Linked DNA regions of Mus musculus: region 1 is linked to region 2. The links are chromatin contacts, called in public promoter capture Hi-C maps. All regions are on one chromosome and are shown on one strand. Each heading gives the region's core, a stretch centred on a gene start, on an enhancer-like site or on the middle of the called end of the contact. The rest is flanking DNA. Distances are from core to core; before and after follow the strand shown.

What was found. Promoter capture Hi-C pulls out the DNA fragments that hold promoters and counts their contacts.
Region 1: a contact with region 2 is called in a promoter capture Hi-C map of liver, with 2.9 times the contacts expected there. The contact joins the promoter of Tgfa here to the promoter of Nat8f4 in region 2. A contact is called at or near these places in 5 of 39 promoter capture datasets (the HPC-7 cell line, hippocampal neurons, liver and 2 more) and 1 of 115 datasets of contacts at active chromatin or transcription factors (pancreatic cancer cells).

The regions. Positions count from the first base shown.
Region 1 is chr6:86,193,865-86,196,870 of GRCm38.p6, reverse strand. It overlaps Tgfa (transforming growth factor alpha), which reads right to left and starts at 1,649. Exons shown (of 6, transcript NM_031199.5): 1 at 1,326-1,649. The coding sequence starts at 1,365.
Region 2 is chr6:85,903,254-85,906,346 of GRCm38.p6, reverse strand. Nat8f4 (N-acetyltransferase 8 (GCN5-related) family member 4) reads left to right here and starts at 1,409. Exons shown (of 4, transcript NM_029331.3): 1 at 1,409-1,635.

The DNA.
Region 1 (3,006 bases), core at 400-2,899, 290 kb before region 2:
TTCACAGCTTTAAATTATGAAGCTTTCATATATGAAGTGAAAGCCGACCATAGAATACACCCAAAAGGCAGCTCTAACAATAAGTGAGGAAATCTGCCCATAACTCACTTCAGGTGAGGGCAAAGCTGGGAACATCTCAACGTGTCCCCTCCTGCAGCAGAAGGAGCCTTTTTAATGCAGGATTGCCAGAGAACTGTGGATGCTTCCTCACTGTGACAGGCTGCTACTCTGGGCACATTTTAGGGAGGGGAGTTATAAACACCTTCTGGGGTCTATTGTCAATAGCGGGGGGTGGGGGGGGTGGGGGACGATTGCAAACATCTTACTTTCTAAGGCTTTAATTATTAATAGTTAATTAGAACCAGGTTCTCAGTTTCAAACTCGCTATATATGGCTGAGGGTAGTAGTATGATTCTATTGTTTCTACCTTCTGAGCACTGGGGTCACGAGCCCGGCGGGGAATCCTACCCAGGGTTTGGTGCCTGAAATACTCTGGCCACTGACTTACAGCTTCAGCCCTCTTACAGGGTTTTAAATGCTGAAAACATCAGACAGAAAGATTCACAAGGCGGCAGCAGTGACTGGGACACCCGGGTACTTCAGTCCACTCTGTCAAACAGACTCTGCACCAGGTAGCTGAGAGTAGCAACACACACTTGCGAGCTTCGAGCTTCGCAGCGGCCGTTCCTCCCACCACCCAGACACCAGGGGATTAGAGGGGGACGATTGTCCCCTCCCCCACTCGCGTTTATGTCCAAGAACCAACTCTGAGGAAACTGGTTATACTCAGGTGTTACTCCCGCCTCCTCTGACAGGGACACCAAGACTCCCATGTAAGCTCATTAACAGGACAATTAATCCGCACCAAAAAAAAAATTAAAAAATTAAAAGAAAATAAAATCACAAACCCACCCAACACCTAGGAGAGCTTCAAGTCGAAGGCTAAGGGTACGGATGCGCAACGCATGCTCCCGCCCCCAGGGACTCGAAAGGGGCTCAGGCCAGGGCCACCTAGGGGTCGCACTGGGACAACCTGCGCTTAGGCGGCTTTGAAGAAGCCCGGCTCGGCGACCAGCAGGTAGGCAGGAGGGCGTGGGCACCGGCGAGCCGACGACGCGCAGAGTAAAGTTCAGGCCGGATCTCACCTCCCGGCGGCCACCTCGCTAAGACTGTCCCCCACTTCACAGTTCTTGGTGACTCCCGGTGGCTCGCACGCTCCCACCCACTCCAAACACCCGCCTCTCTTCTGTTCTCCCAAGCGGACTCAAGAGAAACGCAGAGATCAGGCTGGAGCGGCCCGGGAACATCGGGTGTTGCCTACATACCCAGCGCTAGCAGAGCGAGCTGTCCGGTCGCGGGGACCATCTTCCGAGCGCAGGGTGCTGCAGCCACCGCGCTCCCTGCGGTTGGCGAGTAGCCGCGCGCCGCCGCGGTGTGCGCGGGGGAAAAAGGCGCAGGCGACAGGGCCGGCCCCCCGGCGCGCGGGCGGAGGGACGACCGCGCCTCCCGGTGGCACTGGCCGGCGCGCTGCCCGCGGCGGAAACGGGAAAGAGGTGGAGGTTCCCGCCACCTCTCTGCCTTAGGCGACCGGGGAGAGGCGGACCACCCTCCCGCGATGGGGCGCCCCCGAAGGCGCAGGGGTGGGGACTGGAAGCCGGGGGCGGGGACCTGCGCCCCGATCGCGACAGCCAGTCACCACCCTGGGCCAAGGGCCAGGCAGGAAGCGCCTGGCTTCAGACACCTCCCTGCAGTGCTTGCGCCCAGGGTCGCCGCCCGAGTCCCCTGCGTAGTAGCCGCGTCCAGGCTGTAGGCGGCGGAGCGGAGTCGCTCAGGATCCAGTCACCTGTGCTAGGGGCTTCTCCAAGACACGCTTGAGCAGGAGACTGGAGACCCAGGAGCTTGGCCAGTTACCTGGCAAGGTCTGACTCAAGAAAAGCGCTCTCTTCATAGTCAGCCAAACACTCATTAAAGTCGAATTTCCACCTGTGTCCCCATCCTTGCTGGCCCCACTCTGAGTCTCCAGATACATTGTGAAGATCAGGGAATCTCTGTGTACCATGAACTTAATCTCGCATCAACCCTACTGTTCCACTGCTTCGGGGAAGCAGGAGCCGGAACAAGAGCTGGCTTTGTTACAATTAAGTGCAGAACTAAGGAGAAGCTGGTGGTGGGGGTCAGCTAGATGGCCCATTCAGGGGTTGTGTCTTTGAGATGGCCCCTGAATATGAACTATGAGAGGGAAACACAAGAAGGGAAGACTTCTTTTGGATAGAGAATGAATGGCCTGTGGGAGTTTGGGGATGTGTGTGTGTGCACATCCATAGGGGACAGTAACTCCAGAGAGACCACGACTAGGCATAGAGTAATCAGACTGACCCCTCTCCTGCTTCCTGCTGCCTAGCTGCTCGAGAGAAGACCCACTCTCCTAGCAGGTGGGGCGTTGGTCGGGTGTGTTGGACTTGGGATTCTCTTGCTGTCTCTTTAGCTGGATGCTCAAAGTTTCAGAGTTGAAAATTCCAGTTTATTGTAAGAACAAAGGACCTCGTCGATTCCAAAAGAAGGCCCAAGCGATTGGCCCTAATGTGTGGGTACTGTGTTAATTAACCAGCTTTCTGTTGCTGAGACAAAATGCACGCGGTAAGCAACTTAAAAGGAGATTTGGTTTTCTGTTCTAGTTCATGCTCCCTTGGCCAGTCTTGTAGCTTTGGGTCTGTGAAGGGGAAGGACACAATAGTGGGGAGCATGCGTCTCAGCTCAAAAGCAGGGGAGTGGGTCCCAATATCCCCTCCAAGGGTACACTCCCAGTGTTCTAACTTCCTCCAATAGGGCCCCACCTACTGAAGTCTCCACCATCTCTCTCTAGCGCCACCCACTGGGGGCCCAACCAAGCAGCAAAATGAGCTTTTAGGGGAGGAAAAAAAAACCCCTCCCAAACCAAAAAAACCAAACAAGCCAAACAACAACAAACAACAAACAACAAAATGGCGTTAAGTCCAAGCATCCTTT
Region 2 (3,093 bases), core at 160-2,659:
CACAGGGATCAAACACACCTCAAGGAGAAAATAAGAGCTTCACCAATCATCTTCCAGACACACATTAATAAACTGTACCAGCAGCACACAGGCCAAAGTGGAGGATGTGTTTAGTAACTGGCATTGCTTACAGGGTTGCTTCGGGGCAGCTCATCCCTGCACTGGCATTCACAGTGTGGTGGGGCATTAGAGGTGTTGTGGAGCTGGCTAACTTGGACACTGGCATTAGTAGTGCAGACAGTAGCAGCCTCACACCAACACTGACTGAGGAGTTCCTGCCACCTCTTTATCCCACTCTTTCCATGGTAGGGACGCCAAGTAAAGCACCAGGATCACACAGTGGAAGGTTTTGTTTTGTTTTGTTTTGTTTTTTAGAGACAGGGTTTCTCTGTGTAGTCCTGGCTGTACTGGAACACACTTTGTACACCAGGCTGGCCTCGAACTCAGAAATCCATCTGCCTCTGCCTCCCACCTGCTGAGTGTGTGCCACCACCGCCCAGCCCAAGAACTAGCTCTTAACAGTCCTCCTCTGACTTGAACATGTAGATTATGGCTCCCTTGCCACCCCTCCCAGCATTTTCAAGTAGAGTCTGGGTGTGGGGTTCTCACCATCCCAGTGCTCATGCGAGTCCAGCAAGAGCATTACTCCTTGCCTCGTCTTCCCAGCCCCTAACGGTGTTGATTGCTTAGGTACTTGTTATGTCAGGAAGAATGTTTAGACAAACCTGATGACTTTCCGTTTGAGATGTTAGGTAACATTTGTTTCCACCCTCTTCAATGATATCAGAATTGAAGTGACATTTGCTAAGATATCTTTCAAAACCACTAGTAGCTAAAAAATACAAGGAACTAGTGTTTTCTCTGTCTGAGACATCTCTGGACCGCCTTCTTCCTCAGTCATGGGCTTCCTTTCTCTCAGATACAAGCTTTCCTTTCAAGTGGTTGAACATATTTTCCATGTAGTTCTCATCGTCATTTTTCAGTTTGTCGTGGGAAATCTGATGGTGGCCACCAAATTGGCCATGGGTCAAACATCATAAGAATTATTCAGAGCCTGAAGCATCCTCACAAATGAAAATGTGCTCTGCACACAGGTCTCTGTGGGTGAGTAACACTGATCTAGTTGTTTTACTTTTCTCTGACTCTTTATGGACTGTAGTTTCATGACCTCGAGGTATGTTGTATACACAAGATTATTAAAGTAGTGAAATGAGTGTTTTTTTTTTTAATTAGAAACATCGTGATTGAAGGCAAAGTCTGAGTACCTACTGAGCATGAAGCCTTAGAGACCAGTAGAGACACACTCCTACAAGCACAAGATCTTCAGTGGCCTCTGCTCTCTGATCCTGCCTCAGCCTCGGATCCTGCCGCCAGGGGGCGCCGCGCGTCCAGAGCAGCGCTGAGGCGCGCACCCCTTTCTTACACCTGCTCTCACACTTGGCCTTGGAGGGGGCGCAGTGAACTTGGGCCAGGAGTCTGCTCACCATCTCAGGAGAAAAGTGTCCGCAAGGCAGGAGAAGCACTCGCTGGGTCAGTTCCTGAGAGCGGAGCTCACCTTTAGTCTCGGTCGTCCCAGAAAGATCTTCCCCACGGAAACAAGTCCGCCACTTCCGGAAGACACAGTTCCCGCCCAAGGTGAGAGCTGCTGAGCTGCTGAGCTGCTCAGGAAGTCTTTCAGATGCTGGTGGGTGTCGCCCTCACCTTCTTCCGATGAGTCTTCCTCAGCACAGAGCCTGAGTTGCTGACAGAGAGGAAAACAGGTGCTTTTCAGGAAAAGGTGGAAATTGAAATGGTGTTTTGAGTCGTGCCTTTGTTCTTAGCCAGCCTCCTGGCTCTCCTTAGAAACCCTCAGGTTCTCCCTGGGGTGGAGACAGAGTACCACCACGGGAAGATTCACTGCCCTTTGCAAGAACATTCTGGACTCTTATCAAGTGGGCTCTCAGGAGGAATTAGGGAGGCATCCACTTGGGGAGGTGAGTGAGTGTTTTTGATTGAAGGAGCTCCAGGAGTGCTTGGAAGACTGGGGCCACATTAACACCCTCAACCAAGAGGGGCGTTCCTCAGGACACTGAGTTTTCCCGGACACTATGTTAAACCGAGGTGAAACCTCCTGTTTTTGGCATTGTGGAGGCAGTGAATGGCTTAAGATCAAGGCACTGCTCTTAAGGAGGCCACCAAGGACAGAATGTGTGAGAAGCAACAAGGACCTGCCACTGCAGGTTCTTATCCTTATTCTGCAGCAGAGACTCAATTCCAGTAGCACAAGAGACCACAAATAGGCTTTTTCCCTGAGGATTGACTAAGCTAGGGTATTGGGGGATGGGTGGGTAGGTGGGTCTGTGACATAGCAGGAGTAGCTTCTGGCTTTGGCAGGAATGTGCCCTTGCTGCTGGGTAAAGCTGGGAACAGAACTCAGGTCCCCATCTGAGTAGACTATAACCATGTAGCCTACTCCTGTAGTCCCACTTAATGCTACCTAGGCCTCAAAGAGTCTACAACCTACCAAAACAGTGACACCATTTGGAGACCAATATTTAAATGTATAAACTTATAGGGAGCATTTTGCCTTCAGTCGGTAACAGCAGCTTTCACCAGGACCTGGGTTCCAGCTTCTGGTTTACCATATGAAAGAAAACTGAAGGCAGCATGGACAGACAAGCCATGAGTTTCCTAAGCATGGCCTTGCCCCAGTAGGGTCTTAGTTATTCTTTTATAGTCATGTGCTCATGGTGTTCAGCCCCACCTGAATCCTGTTAAATCTACTGTCAATTTAGCTCCAAAATGTATGTCCACATGGTTGGAGGCTCAGAGGTCTTAATGTCTTCACTCTGGTCTCAGTGAACTTTGTGTCTCTTGGTTCTCTGCCAACCCAACTGATTCCTTTGTCAACTCAGACAAGGCTCTCCTTCAGACCATACAAACCATGAGATGCTGACAGATCATGGAATGCAAGATGGTGGCAAATCACACCCCTGAGTGAATTAACCATAAGTCATGCCTTTTGTTTCTGCCAGACTCACTTCAGAGCCTGACCTCAGGTAGCTTGGTTTCTTTCAAGCAAGGTTGTTCTCCTTGTCTAGCTGCTTTGTGAGC